Regions from separate parts of the Rattus norvegicus genome. Here region 2 is linked to region 1. A link is a contact called in public Hi-C data. All regions are on one chromosome and are shown on one strand. Each heading gives the region's core, a stretch centred on a gene start, on an enhancer-like site or on the middle of the called end of the contact. The rest is flanking DNA. Distances are from core to core; before and after follow the strand shown.

Region 1 (7,870 bases), core at 3,255-5,754:
CCAGAGTCTGAGCTAGTTTGTGTTCTGTGAGCCTGGGTTGGACACGCCTGCTAGGACGTGGTAGACTGGTCCCACCAGCTTCGAGGACACATTGCCAAGAGTCAAGGAAAGAGACGACTCTCTGTAGTCCCCAACTAGGAGTGACGATACGGTGGCACAGAAAGAATTCTCAGACCCCTATGGGATCCACATGAGGTTTTCAAAGTGTCTTCACCTTGTTCTGGGTGTCTCCTCCTGTAGCTTGTGGGCTCCAGCTTTTTGACCCCAGCCTTCTCTTCCACTTTCATCACTACAAAGCAAAAGATGCACGAACTTCAGAACATTCAAAGGTACAGGGGGCTGGGAAGATGGTCCAGCCAGTAAAGTCTTGCCTCGCCAGCAGAGTTTGACTCCAGAATCCACTTTTTAAAACAAGATTTACTTATTTTATATGTGTGTGTGGCATCAGATCCCATTACAGATGGTTGTGAGCCATCAGGTGGTTGCTGGGGATTGAACTCAGGATTTCTGGGAGAGCAGCCAGTGCTCTTAACCACTGAGCCACCTCTCCACCCCCCACACATCCCAAATCCACTTTTAAAAAGTCAGATGTGGTACTGCACACTTGTTGTTCCAGTGACTGAGAGTTGGAGACAGGTTCATTGCCCACCCAGCCTAGCTGAATTTGAGGTTCCAGGCAAAAATGAGAAAGCTTGTCTCAAAACACAAGGTGGAGGGCATGCGGAGGAATGGTACCTTAGGTTAACCTCTGACCTTCACAAGTATGACATATCTGTGTCACGTTCACCTGAACACACATACACACACAAAATAAAATAAGATTGTAAATTAAAAAAAATACAGATGAGAATGGCTACCATTAATAGGTAGTATTTTGAGTGCTTCCGATGTATGACTTAATAGAGTCATTTTACCAATGCTATATTAGTATTGGTATCGGTGTTAGTATTGGTATAAGTATTAATTTTCTCTGCTGAGGATGCAACCCAGAGCCCGGCCTATCTTAATAAGAGAGTGTTCAACTACTGAACCATACTCGTCCCATTATATAGACATGGAATCGAGGCACCAAGAATTTTAATTACTGCCAAAATAAATAGAAATTCAAACCCAGATTGTCTGCTTTGGGAACTATACAGAGTTCTTAGCCTTAAGGTTTCTAAAAATACAGTTCTACCATGAAAAAATAGTAGAAATGCCAAACTTGACATTTAAAAACTTTTTGAACACCCGAGTTGATCGATAACTAGGAACCACTGGTACAAAAGGCTTGCTTTTGTTGTTACTGTTGTTTTGAGACAACACTCACAGTGCAGCACTAACTGACCTGAAATTCACTGTGAGACCGAGCTGGGCTCTAACTCACAGGTACTCCTGTTCCTGCCTCTTGGGTGCTGGGATTTAAGGTGGTCACCACCACAACTGAACAACTGGTGTGTTCACCACCAGACCTGCCATGTTCAAAAACTCTGTGCAACAGAAAGTGAATGACCAGAGCTGAGCACGGTGGCACACCACCCCGTTCATTCCAGGTCTCAGGAGCAGAGGCCAGTAGATCTCTGTGTTTGAGGCCAGCCTCGTCAACACAGTGAATTCCAGGTCCATGGGGGCTACATACTGAGACTCTGTCTCAAAAACAAACAAGAACAAAACACACTCGATTAATCAACGAATGTCACACCTGTAGAGTTGTTATCTATGTGTCTGGTGTGCATCCAAACAGATCTGCTGTCCTCTGGGCCAGTGTCAACGCCATATTGGTTGTTAGGTATTCTGAATATCACTGACAGAAATAACTGTCTTGCTGGAGGAGAGGAGGGCAACAGGGAAAGGCTAGGAGCAGGGTGTCTAGGTGTTAGTACAAAGGCTGACAGACCTCCAAGATGACTGCTAGTTTCCTTCACTTCCTCGAAATGATGGCTCCATCTCGTTAGCAAATTACCCTCTGCTGTTTCAAACCTTGACATAGCACATCTGGAAAGCCCCATATAAGGACAGTAAGGAAGAGTAAACCCTATGCTAAGAAAATCCCAACCCACTCCTGGAGGTCCCCCCAACATATCTGCTGAACAATTTACCTTGAAAACGTGGTGTCCAAAATCCCAGTGGTGGCCAGTGAAGTGGCTCTGGGTAAAAGCATTGTCCCCAATCCTGGGGTATCTGAGCTCAATTCCCAAAATATACATAAAAGTGGAGAGAACTGACACCGCAAAGCTGTCCTCTGACCTCTCCAGACAAGCAGGCATAATGCGCTCTCTCTCTCTCTCTCTCTCTCTCTCTCTCTCTCTCTCTCTCTCTCTCTCTCTCTCTCTCTCTCTTACATTGAAAAAACAGCAACGAGGAGACTAAAATCATTTACTCCAAGTCATAGAGCCAGCTCTGGTAAAGGCAGGATTCAAACTGAATTCTTTCTGTCTCCTAAGCTCAAGGAAGTAATAGAAGAGAAAGGAAGGGGAGAGAGAGGAAGGAGAGAGAGAGGGAGAGGAGAGGGAGGAGGGGAGGGAGAGGAGGGGAGGAAGAGGAGGAATGAAGGGGGTCCGGGATGGGCTTCCATCAGCCGCCCACTTTTGGGCTGCAGTCGGTGAGCACTGGCTGGATCCCGGTACTCATCATAGCCAGAGCCCCATAGAAGCTGGTACCTCCCTCAACAGCTCCAGCTGATTAGAGTGACTGCGTCTCAAGAGAACCAACCCCTACAACAACTCACTGTGAAACGTTATCAAAAGTTTTTTGCAATGAACCCTGGCACGCAGTAGACAGAAGCTCTCACAAGGACAGTTTTTCCTACCTCCAGGCACTCCCTTACCCAACTGGAGCCACCATATTCTTATCCACCTCAGATCTAAATCACCTTGGCCTTGAGCATGGTTCACAGTGCAAATCAAATCTTCTTTTGTCCTGAGACACTGGCCGGGACCATGTCACAGCGGCCAGCCCAGGATCCCAAGAATAGTCTAAAACCTTCCTGATGAGACCGATATTCTAAACTTGGAGGCTGAATCAATGGTGTCCTGGCACACGGACACCCCAAGTCTTCACCCAAGCAGCCATTATGTCTAGCATAGCAGGGATATAGCCACCCGTAAGGGTCCATAGCACCTCATGCCCGTCAACGCCCTGGTGGCAGTCATCTGCCATCTACCTACACGATCACAGGGTGCATTGACTCAGGCAAACCCATTCGGATATGTGCACCAGAGGCCTGGACACAGTCAGGATGAAAGGGTCTGATTATTAGGGAAGAACGTCAGAGAGTGCTAATTCAACCTCATCACAGGCAGCCATGGCTGTGGGCAGGAACCACCTAAGAGAAAGCTTTCGCTGCACTAGACGCTCACCCATTTCGTCTTTTGTTCCGTCTGTACTTTAAGCAATTTGACCTTTACAGTTAAGAATGTTAGACCAGACAGCATGGCGTCTGGTGAACCAGAGGACCTCAGCAAAAGACTTCCCCTCTGGCATACCGTGGATAATTTTGTCAAATAAACGCAGAACCGTGCCAGACCTTAGGCCGAGGAGCTAGAAACCAGGCAAGGGAAGGTGGACGTCGTTTCAGATACCTTGAGAGATGGAGGCAAGGGGATCTTCAGGACCAGCCTGTGCTACATAGCCAGTTCCAGGCCAGCCTGGGACACATGAGACCCTACCTCAAAAACAAAACAAAACAAAACAAAACAAAAATAACCACAAACAAACAAAAAATCCAAAACCAAATAAACAAAAAACCAAAACCAAACAAACAAAAACCCAAAACCAACCAAACAACAACAAAACAAAACAAAACAAAACAAAACAGAAAACGAAGAACGGAGAAATGAAAGGCCAGCTCTTGACTGGAGGCTCATTAGTTGTCCCAGGCCAGCCAAGCAAACCCCTACACCCCAGAAGAGAAAGAATAAAGCAAGAAAATGAAATGTCCCTGAGCAGTTGTCAGTAGCCACGCCATGCACCATATCCACAGCCTAGAAGCAGAACTGCAGAACGGATATCTAGCCACTAGCCTTTCTCCATCCCGTGTTAGAAGAGCAGGTGCCATCTATTTCTCTACAACTCTCAGGGGGAAAAGGCGAGCCTCAGGCTTCTGGGTGCTTCTGAAGTGTTGCCAGTGTCACACGCACTGGAAACACAAACAGAAATACATGTGTGAAAGATACTTGCTTCCTTCAGAGGAAAGCAAGCTGAAACGATCCTCCAGGGTTCTGAGAGCACAAGAGGCTCTGCTCAGCTCCATTCATCAGTCCAGTGGACTCTAGAAAGACAACTACAGTCTAATAAGGAAAGGCAAACACCCTGGGCTCACCTAGAGGATTTGTCTAGCATTCTGGGACAGTGTGTGTGCCTATCACACCTCAACACTCAGGTCCCACATGCGGAAAAACACGCTTCGTATATGATCCTGCTGCAGACATACCTGTGTGTTCTTAGCAGTGGACACCAGGCTCCAAATCTCAGGAAGACCAGAGCCCCTGGCTCCACTCCCGTTGGGTTGCAGAAAGGCTTTCTGTGGCTTCCAGGCTGAGCAGTATTTGGGGCATTGGAGATTGACTTCTGGGGTTCAGTAGCGGTCAGCCATGTGACTGGGGTGGGGGAAGGAATACTCCCGCAAGGTCAGGCACAGATGCCTGATTGGCTGGACAGACCCAGGTGGCAGGGGCTGACTGGGGACATCAACAGCCACGGGCAGGGGACTTCGTTCCCAATTTCTTTTTGGATTTCATAGGTGATTTTAACCTGGTGAGCATTTATTTCATAGTTGTGGTATATTCCAGCCTTGAATCTGAAATACCAATTCATCTCCCTGCTCACTTTTATCCAAGACCTTTTCTCTTTGAAATTCTGTATCGTGTGTGTGTGTGTGTGTGTTTGTGTGTGTGTGTGTGTGTGTGTGTGTGTGTGTGTGTGTATCACGCAGGCACGCCATAGTAGACATGCAAAAGTCAGAGTACAACTCGTGGGACTCAGTTCTCACCTTCCACCTTGTGGGTCCTAGGTATTGACCCTGTCAGCAAGTGCCTTTAATGGCTAAATCATCTCTCTGGCCTCAGATCTTTCGCTTCATTTATTCTGTCTTGGAGGGATGTTGTAGTTGGAAAAAAAAAAAAGATGATCTCATCCTACCCCAAAGTACCCATTTTAAATGCAGGGAAACTAAGGCCCAGAGAAATGTGGCATCACTCTGGAAACTGCACAGGCCTAGGCCTACCATGTGACCTCAGTTGAGACAAAGTTACAGCCCACTGGCAAGCCTAGGCCTACCATGTGACCTCAGTTGAGACAAAGTTACAGCCTACTGGAAAGTGTTCAACTTTCAGGGGTTTAGATCTTTAAGGACTGGTAAGATGCTGGGAAGAGATCTGTCACACTGAGGGTGCTTAGTGGTGCAGCTGCTATACTGAGAAACGGCGAGGGACTGATGTGGGCAGGGCTACAGACAGCACATCTGGGCACCATGTACCTCCTTGCCTGTTTGCTTTACTGCCTTGCCCACTAATACGGGAAAGACTTTATTTTATTCGCTGCTATGCCCCTGTTACCAAAATAAAGCATGGCTTGTAGATGCTTGTGTTCAAATACCAATTCAAAAATTGGGTTTGTTTGGGTTTTTAAATGGGTTCAGATGCCAGCTCAAATCTCTGTGGACCTTGGAAAGGGGGTAAAGACCTCTCTGTCGGAGGCTGATTGAGTCTACGCAGACATTAGGCCAGTGTCTGGCTAAAAACACTTCATACTGTGACACTCAGAGGAAGCTGGCAACATGTCCTGGACAGGAGGCAACTGGGTGGGTTGTCTCTTAGCAGAGACGGGGAGGAGGACTCCTAGCCTTCCTAGAGTCTGAGAACCAGCGTCCCTTGCCAGCCCTGGAAAGCAAGGACTGGGCCGCCCCTCCTGCCTAATCTCTGCTGCCACCTAGAGGTTATCCTCGGTAGCAGGCGGAGAGACACGAATTTCATTTCCCTCAGAGAGAAATGAGCTTTGCTAGATGGCAACCCCTTCCCTTAAGCAAGCCAGACCCCCAAGGTCTCCCATCTTCCAAGATTAACAAAGCTTCCCTGATAGCCATTGAGCAATGCTACCACTGGAAACAAGTAAGACCAGAAAGAACCTGAGGGTACCTGGATAGCTATCTCTGAGACACGGTCCCAAAGGGGACCAGACCAGGCAGGCAGCTAGGACTGGCCACTTCCCTCTGTCCTCCATCCAGGTTGTACTGGCTGAAGTAGGATACTGGGCTTTGGTCACTTCCGCCAAGCCGAGTCTTATTATTCGGGTCATGACTGAGGTGTTGAAGCTCTACTTCCTTGACGTGGTGCGTGCAAGGTGGGAGGGGCTATCACCGAGACTCACTGGCACTAAAGGCACTTGTGTGCTATTGATAGATTATTAGCATGTTCTGATTAGGATAACACATATGGAGGGGAGGTTTCTTTTCCAATGCAGCCTGCTGTGACAGCACATGCCTTTAATCCCAGCACCCTGAGAACAACGGTAGACAGATCTCTGTGAGTTTGAGGCCAGACTGGTCTGCATGGTTAGGAGATAGTAAGACCCTGTCACAACAAGTAAATAAAAAATATTAAAAAATTTTTATTGCAAAACATCTAGAAGTGAACTTGCCTACATGTGTGTCTCAACAAGAGTATGTGATAAACTTTGCTTAGGAATAAATAATAAGAAAACATATTTCTGAGTGGGGAAATATGTTAAATATTCAGAAGTTTGTATGAAATTCAAATACGATGCTAGCAACATTTTGGACAATAATAACAGAAAGAAAAACATGCCTAAAGAATTAAAAGTCTCGGGGTTGGGGATTTAGCTCAGTGGTAGAGCGCTTGCCTAGCAAACGCAAGGCCCTGGGTTCGGTCCCCAGCTCCGAAAAAAAGAAAAAAAAAAGAATTAAAAAGTCTCCCAAACCCTCACTAGCGAGCCCTATCATGCCTGATTCCGTTGACAGATGAGAGACTTGAAGCCTAGAGAAGGTAAAATGGCTTGTCCAAGGTCACACCCTGTTGAAGAACCGAACGAGCCGGCGATAATGACTCAAACCTGTAATCCCAGCAGCACTTGGGAGATGAAGTAGGAGAATTTGCATGAGTTTGTTGCCATCCTGGGCTGCCCATGAAGCACAAGGCATCCAGGGTCAGAGAGCCTGACCCTGTCTCAGAAACAGCAACAGCAGCTGAATAAAGTAGCAAATGTCTTTAATCCTAGTACTTGGGAGGCAGAAATAGGCAGGTCTCTTGTGAGTTGAGGCCAGCAGGGTCTATACATGGAGTTTCAGGTCAGCCAGTACTGCATAGTGAGACACTGTTTCCAACAGCAGAACAGTAGCAAAGCTTGGGGCTTAGAGGGTAAATTAGAGTCTCATGACCCTGGTTCTATCCCTGAAATCCCTCTGATAGAATGAGAAAACAAATTCTTGAAGGTTGTCCTCTGGCCTAGCTACCACATATGCTTGGTGGCACATGTACATCCACAAACACAGATAAACAGAGAGAGAGAGAGAGAGAAAGAGAGAGAGAGAGAGAGAGGCTAATTAAATCACAGAAAGAAGGGGAGGAAGGGAGAGGAACAACCTGGGGAGTAGGCGAGAAGAGCAACTTAATTATTGGTTGAGCTGAGCAGCTATTTTTCAGCCTGAAATTAAATATGGCTGCTCGTGGAGACAGGGCTCTTGAGCTTGTGACCTGACCTGTCTTGGATGTTCACCATTAGCTCCTGTTGTCTTGGCTTCAATATCGATAGCTTCCTCTCCCAGTCTCGAAAGGTTCATGTCCAGACAGTGGACGTGTGATTTTTGTGCTGGAGACTGGCAAATAGAAGCGTGCCCTGGTGCAGCATACCATAATACACAAGGCTCTCCCGGTGG
Region 2 (7,870 bases), core at 3,920-6,419, 350 kb before region 1:
ACCACACAGCCACTCACTCCCCAAGTCATTGGCAACTCAGTCCCGACTCACTCTCTCACTGACACAAGAAGCTCATGAGACCTGCTCGCCGCAGACGCACTACTCAGGGCCTTAAAGCAAAGGGGGTTAATGGTAGGCTGAGCTGCAGGTGCCTGGCCTTGCACTTGAGGCACGGTGTACTTTATCTGCATTTCTCAAGAGCCTTTCTTCACTGCTTCCCATAAAGTCCATCAGGTCAAGCTGGTTTGTGCTGTTATAAAACAAACAGTTCTCACGAGAAGAAAGCGCACAGTACACCTCACTGTGTTGCTTTCCCTAAAGATAGTGATAGAATTGGAATAGCAAAGCATGCATGTAGTAAATTCTAAGTAGAAAATAGTCTTTAAAAGCCAAGTACAAGGTTTTTCCAAGTCCTGTGTTGAGCCTTTGGCTGGCTCATAATGCAACGGCATTACCGGGGAGGGAAGAAACTAGCGAGGGGGGCCTTATAAAAGGCAGTGTGTTGCAAGGGCTGTGCTCTGAAGTGTGGATCTTAATCCCGCCCCTTCCTGTCTCTCGTTTGTCTCCTTCCCAGACTCCTCCTGCTGATGCTCTGTCTCTGCCTCACCACTGGTCCACAGTGATGAGGACAGTGACAGCCTGAAGATCTGCAGCTACAGAACACAGCAAACATCTCCTCCTTAATCACTCATTGAGAAAATGCCTTACAGCTGGGTCCCATGAAGGCATTTCCACAACTGAGGCTCCTTTTTCTGTGATAACTCCAGCTTCTGTCAAGTTGACACACAAAACCAGACAGTACAATTGACCCCTTGTCAACTTGACACACAAACACATCACTATTAAGCCTCAACCCTACTGTCTTATTCATCCCCAAGATCTAAATAACTTTAAGAGTCACACAGTCTTTATATATTAAAAGTTCAATCCATTTAAAATACACAATATCTTTTAAAATTCAAAGTCTTTTTAAAATTCAAAGTCTCTTAACTGTGGAGTCCACTAGAATACTGTCTTCCTTCAAGAGGGAAAAATATCAGGGCACAGTCACAATCAAAAGCAAAATCAAACTCCAACCATCCAATGTCTGGGATCCACTTACAATCTTCTAGGCTCCTCCAAGGGCTTGGGTCACTTCTCCAGATCTGCCCTTTGTAGCACACACCTTGTCTTCTAGGCTCCAGATCCCTTAACACCCAATGGCTCTTCTAGCTCAAAGTTCCAAAGTCCTTCCACAGTCCTCCCCAAAATATGTTCAGGTTGTCACAGGAATACCCCACTTCTGGTACCAATTTGTCTTAGTCAGGATTCCTATTCCTGCACAAACATTATGAAGCAAGTTGGGGAGGAAAGGGTTTATTCAATTTACTTCCATGCTGTTCACCACCAAAGGAAGTCAGGACTGGAGCTCAAACAGGTCAGGAAGCAGGAGCTGATGCAGAGGCCATGGACGGATGGTACTTACCGGCTTGTTTCCCCTGGCTTGCTCAGCTTGCTTTCTTATAGAACACAAGACCAGACCACCAGCCCAGGGATAGCACCACCCACAATGGACTGGGTACTCACCCCCATGATCACTAACTGAGAAAATGTCTTACAGCTGGGTCTCGTGAAGGCATTTCCCACAACTGAGGCTCCTTTTTCTGTGATAACTCCAGCTTGTGTCAACTTGACACACAAAACCAGACAGTACAATAATTAAGTGCGTACAGTTAAGACAAGGCAGTATCTTTGTTGTTGCTCTTGTTGTTTTAGGCTGCTAAATATGAACTGTGTATAAATGCCTTTGTGAACCATGAAAGTGACCTATCATCTACATGCATGCTAATGGAAGGCATAACATGAGAAAACATGTTAAGATTCCCTCTCTGGTGTGCAGATTTCACTGCCATTTCTGGGCCCTCTTGCTGTGTAAAGAACATCAAATTGCCAACTCTGAAAAATACAAAAGGAAGCAAGGTGAATTGGTTCATTTCCCAAGTAAAACAAAACAAATCCACCCAAATCCCTTTTTTTTTCCCCTGGGCCTGTACTTTACCTGGCCTTCACTAACGTTCTCTTTCTTTGACTCTCTAGTTTTTGCCTGATCTTGCACCCAAGCATGCTACAGAATGCCAGAGGGTCAAGATTCCATGCCGGCAGTTTGCAGGCTGATGTAAGCTTGTTATAACTGCCATACCAGCTATGGCCAGGAGCTGTAGCTGGGCTGGTGGCCCATGCCTGTGATCCCAGCACTTATGAGGCTGATACAGAAGAATCGCCCATGTGTCTGTTGCTTGCCCAGCTACCTGGTGAGTTCCAAACCACACTGGACTGTGAGTGAGACTCTGTGTCAAAAGGGGAGAAAGGAGAGAAGCATCTTCAATGCTTTTCAAGCATGAAAGCTCCAAACAGTGGGATGGCCTAAGGAATGAAGGCATCAGACAGAGTATGGGCAGAATTCAACCCAGAGGGAGGAAGGCTTGCATTAGGTTGCTTCTGCCTCTCTACGGATTGCTTCTGGTGGGTGCAGTTCATTTTCAAAGCATCTGGATATGGAGAAGAGCCCTGCTTCTGGGAGTTGACAGGGAATATTGTATTTATGAGTTTAAGAATGAAAAACAGGTGGAGAGATGGCTAAGAGGTAAAGAACACTGGATGCTCTTCCAAAGGTCCTGAGTTCAATTCCCAACAACTACACAGTAGCTCATAACCATCAATAATAGGACCTGAGGTTCTCTTCTGCAGGTGGATATGCAGATAGAACCCTCATACTTTTTTTTAAACATGCAAAACAAAGGCTTTTCCAACAAACATTTCCCACAATAATAGAAAGAGTGGAAGAGAAATAAATGCATGCCCAACCTTTCTAGCCCAGTGTAAGGAAGGTAGTTATTATGAAGAAAACAGAAGATAAGAATGTTGGACCACATTGTTCCGAGAGGTGTGAGAGGTGCACCAGACCACCTTCCCCCCACTCCTGACCCACTTTAAAGATATAAAAATATCTCTTTCATCTCATTGTTTGGTCCCTGAAAAATGCCAGCAGTTCATTGATCTGCTAATTCACTCTAGTGGTCTTCCTTGATATATACTAATGTCACCTGTTAGAAGGGCGGAGAACTGATGCAACTGACTAATACCTTTATTAACGAACAATTAAAAGAAACATTGCAAAGCTCTCCCATCATGTCTGGCTTAAGCATTTTTTTAACAAGACAAATAACACACTGAAGATCTTTCCAACGAGTGTAGGAACTTACTTCCCTAACTAGTTTGTTCTTGGTTATAGGAAAAGCCTGTCTTCAGACAACATGGAACTTAGAACCACAAGCCCGTCCCGATGTTGCAATAAGTTTGGCCTTTGGAGATTGGAGCCAGTTCACTGAGGTGTGTTCTACAGCTGGAGATGAGTATCGGGTATAAAATGCACAGGCAATAATTGGGGGCAAATTTTAAGTCTTGGTGGCTTTTCCTGTGTTTGAACCAGTAAACTCGACATCTCCCCCACCCCCGAGTGGTGCTGTCTTTCTACCTTTTCGTCTCTTTCAGTCGCAGTGAGCTCACAGCAAAGAGGTCAATGCTGTGACCAGCTAGTTCTCTTTAGAACGCACTGCACAAACATGCTCCTCCTCAAACTGGCTCACCTCCTCAGCAGGGTCTAAGACAGGCTTGTGCAGTGCTGTGGTGCAGGGAACAGCCCGGCCTGGTGGGTTTCCTTCTGTATCTCACAACTGTAGCCTTTCAGAGCAGGAACTGAGGTTTCCTTCCTCAACGTTCCTCAAGCACTCCTGCAGACTTAGTATGATAGACACCTACTAAAGTCATGAGTGCACCCCATCTTCATGAGTGCACCCCATCTCAATGCCTTCTGCTCCTGGCTCTGATTGCCTCGTAGAGAAGATCTGGCCCCAAGAACAAAATGATCAGCCTGTCATCTCCACTTTTCACAGTTGATTAGTCCACCCCTGCCATCCTGGGGACCGTGAGTGAGACAGACGACCTTTCCCTCAGTGCACATCCAAGAATGTGTATTGAGTTTGGGACCACAAGTCATGGAGACGGAGCTAAGTAAGTCAGAAAATCTCCCTTCTCCTGAGAAACCGTATTTTAGGAGAATCCTACAGGACTGAGGACTATGAAGAGAGCTAAAGCAGAGCCAACATGGGCTAGTGAGAAGGGTCAGAGGGTAGAGGCACTTACTGTCAGGGCTGATAACCTGAGTTCTGTCCCCAGAAGCCGTCCCACAAGTTGTCCTCTGACAATCACCATTCTGTGGCATGCTCCCCACTCCCACTTCCACACAGCCTCACCGACCGCATCAACACACACACACACACACACACACACACACACACACACACGCATACGCACGCGAGCGCGCGCGCACGCACACACACACACACACACACACACACGAAAAAAATGTATGATTAAAAAGCAAAAACAAGACTGACTGGCAGAGGGTGTCTGCTTAGTTAGGTAGTCAGTGATGTTTTGTTTGAAACAGTGATGTCAGCTCGGCTGTGAATGACAAGACAGATAGCTATCCCCCTTGAAATATTAAATTGCTATTATTCTGATGGCAGAGCCATTGACAGAAAACTCAAGCTTCGGAACCCGACCCTTGGAGGCTCTCTGAGAGCCAAAATGCATAAGTGGGCTGGACTTAGGCCGCCGCACATACGTAGCAGATGTGCAGCTCGTTCTTCATGTGGGTCCCCCAACGACTGGAGTGGGGGCTGTCCCTAAAGCTGTTCTCTGTCTGTGGATTCCGTTCCCACAACTGGGCTGCCTTCTCTGGCCTCAGTGGGAGAGGATGAGCCTAGCCCTGCAGAGACTGGACGTGCCACGGGGGACGGAGGGAGGGCGGTATAGCCAGGGGTGGGAGGGATTATGCGGGTGAGGGGGAGGACTGGCAAGAGTGGGGGAGTTCAACGATAAGGATGTAAAGTGAATAAAAAAATAAATGGGGGGAAAAACATACTGGTTTGTGCTGCTTGTGCTGCAGTTCCCTCTTTCACTTGGTTTCCTTTTCTTCCTGGTTCGTTTTTCTTTACCTAAACGACTGCTGCAGCGCTCGCTCTCATTGGTGGAAGATTCCAGCCCCACCCACCGTTTCTCCACACCAAGTCCTAAATCCTTGGAGCGTAATTGAAGGAGTGGCGAGAGTGGGCGTGTCATCGGAGGTGACGTTTCCGGAAGCTCCGACTGTCATCCTTCAGGAAAGGTGGGAAGGGTCCCGGGAATGCTGCGGGACTGGGGATCCTGGCGCGGTGGGACCCCGCGGGGAGAGGCCGTGTGTGTGGGGTCCATGTCCCTGGCCCCGGCCGGCCGCGCGCGAGCTCCGGGATGGCCCTGTCTTCAGGGCTGGCTCCTGACCAGCCAGGCCTGTTCTCAACACTCCTTGCATTTTCGAGAAAACTGAGTGCCTTCTAGATGGGCGCTGCCAGCAGTTACTGCTGGATCCGATGCACAAGCTCGGCAGGGTTGCTGAACCCTATGTTGTCCCGAACCACTCGATGGCTTCTGGGGGATAGTCCCTTCTTTACCCACAAGTGCCTCTCTCTCGAGGTGCCTGGCATCCCATTCCAATGAGCTACTCTGGGCTGTGCCCAGTTCGGCGGTTAGGGACACGGGCAGGTTTATACTCACAATGCTCCCACACCCCTAGCAGCCCCCAACTTTTACTAGAAAAGGGAGTTTAGTGGGGAAACTTCATGGACAAAATGCCACCCCAAAGTTAAAGCAAGCTAAGCAGAATTGGCCTAGAGAAAAAAATCTCTGAGGACAGGTGAGTAGAACTCAGAAAAACAACAGCTAAACGAACCACTGTAATCTGCGGTTCCGGGGGTTAGGGGGTGGGGGACAGATGGGAATCCTGACTGAGGAATAAGGAATAAGATGGAAAAAACAAGACCTCTGAAACCTAAGACGAGTGTATTCTAGAACAGGCTGGCTAGGGTGTGCCGTTATCCAGTGCACATGGACAACCCCATTTCACCCCGGATTATGTGCAATGATGGTGTCACAGAGCCCAGAAGCAACATCTAGGAAGACTGTAAATTCCTGGAGTTTGGGCATCAATGAGTAGGAACTCCTAGAGAGTCCCACCCCAACTGAGGTACTGTCACTCAGCCGTGCAAGCCCTGCTTGGCTTGTGGAGACAAGTATACTTTGATGCTTCCAGGTACTAACTACCTAGCCCCGAAAACGGTGACTGTGATGGACTGAAGTGAAGGGTGGTTTAGTGAGCAGAGTTGGTAATATTCGCCCTAGAAAGGACCCCCTCCCATTAACCTCATGTTCAAATCTGAGGAAGTATATCCTGGTAAATACCACCATTTATTCTCTATGAGATGAAATGGTCAGTGTGAATTCACCAGGCAGTCTTTTTTTTTTTAACATTTATTTATTTATTTATTATGTATACATCATACAGCTTTCTGCCTGGCAGGTCAGAAGAGGGCACCAGACCTGATTATAGATGGTTGTGAGCCACCATGTGGTTGCTGGGAATTGAACTCAGGACCTCTGGAAGAGCAGACTGTGCTCTTAACCTCTGAGCCATCTCTCCAGCCCCTCACCAGGCAGTCTTCATGAGGGTGCAGTGAACACACTCTGCCAGGTACTGGGTAAATGGAAGTGGGTATCTGCACAGAGAAATGAGTAGAAGATATTTCTTAGCCCTACGGTGGGCTTCCTACTGAAACTGAGGGAGCCACAGGGCCATCCACAGTGCTGTTAACAGCTGCATTCCTTGCAGGGTCGAATTGCAGGACGAGGGTTTGTTTTTGATTTTTTTTTTTTTTTGTTGTTTTTTGGTTTTTTTTTTTTTTGGTTCTTTTTTTCGGAGCTGGGGACTGAACCCAGGGCCTTGCGCTTCCTAGGTAAGCGCTCTACCACTGAGCTAAATCCCCAGTCCCTGTTTTTGTTTTTTTTAACCTGTCAGTCCTCAAATCAAGATCTGGTTGTTCTTGAAGCCAGGAAGGATAATTTGTTGATAAGAGCCATTGTATGTAGTGTTTTATTTTCACTAATGTTTTGTTTGTCCGTTTTGTTTTTGTTTTGAGACGGGGCCTTTCTAAGTAGCCTTGGCTGTCCTGAAACTTGCTATGTAATCTAGACTGGTCTGGAACTCGGAGATCTAACCTGTCTCTGTGATCCTCAAGTAATAGGATTAAAGGTGTGCTACACCATGCCTGCCTCTTTCTAACTTCTTGGGAAGTTTGTGATACGCTCATCCTGTGCTAGACCACTGGGAAGCTGTGACCTTGACGTTGATGTTACCTGTTTTCTCTCTTCTGTCTCAGAACTCATCGGTCCAATGTCTGACCATGCAGATGTGAGCCTCCCACCCCAAGACCGGGTGAGGATTCTGTCGCAACTCGGTAGTGCAGTTGAGTTAAATGAAGACATTCCGCCCCGTCGCTACTTTCGTTCCGGTGTTGAGATCATCCGCATGGCATCCATTTACTCTGAAGAAGGCAACATTGAACATGCCTTTATCCTCTACAACAAGTACATCACGTAAGACACCTGCAGTTCTCTTTTTGGGTCCTGCGACTGAGATCTCTTGTATTCTGCCCCTGTGGTTCTCAGAGTTGCTGACACTAGGGTGCGTGACAATGTCAACCACTGATCGGTTCCAGAGACCTTCCACATGTGAGTTGTCCTTGCCATTGAAAGGCACAGGGACAGAAGGTGGTGTTATTTGAGTTTCATGAGTAGAAGACTTGTTGGTTCTCAGTCTGTGACCACAAGTCCCAGCTGTTAGACAAAGGAGCTGGCCATTAAGCAGGATGTGTCCGCACTGTTGAGTGTCCCGACTGCCCTTTCTCTGCTCGGGCAGGCAGTTACAGGATCACTGCTGGTGTGTAACAGAGCCCAG

The links. Hi-C and Micro-C count contacts between places; a contact is called where the count stands out from the background.
Region 2: a Hi-C map of Schwann cells shows a contact between it and region 1, with 4 times the contacts expected there. The contact joins the promoter of Stambp here to the promoter of Slc4a5 in region 1. A contact is called at or near these places in 4 of 12 Hi-C or Micro-C datasets (Schwann cells, frontal cortex, hepatocytes and 1 more).

Annotation. Positions count from the first base shown.
Region 1 is chr4:117,279,928-117,287,797 of GRCr8, reverse strand. Slc4a5 (solute carrier family 4 member 5) reads right to left here and starts at 4,504. Exons shown (of 27, transcript NM_212512.2): 1 at 4,412-4,504; 2 at 215-289. The coding sequence starts at 287.
Region 2 is chr4:117,635,519-117,643,388 of GRCr8, reverse strand. Stambp (Stam binding protein) reads left to right here and starts at 5,169. Exons shown (of 11, transcript NM_138531.2): 1 at 5,169-5,209; 2 at 6,437-6,607; 3 at 7,293-7,509. The coding sequence starts at 7,307. It overlaps LOC120102321 (a long non-coding RNA gene), which reads right to left and starts at 1,227. Exons shown (of 2, transcript XR_005503662.2): 1 at 1-1,227.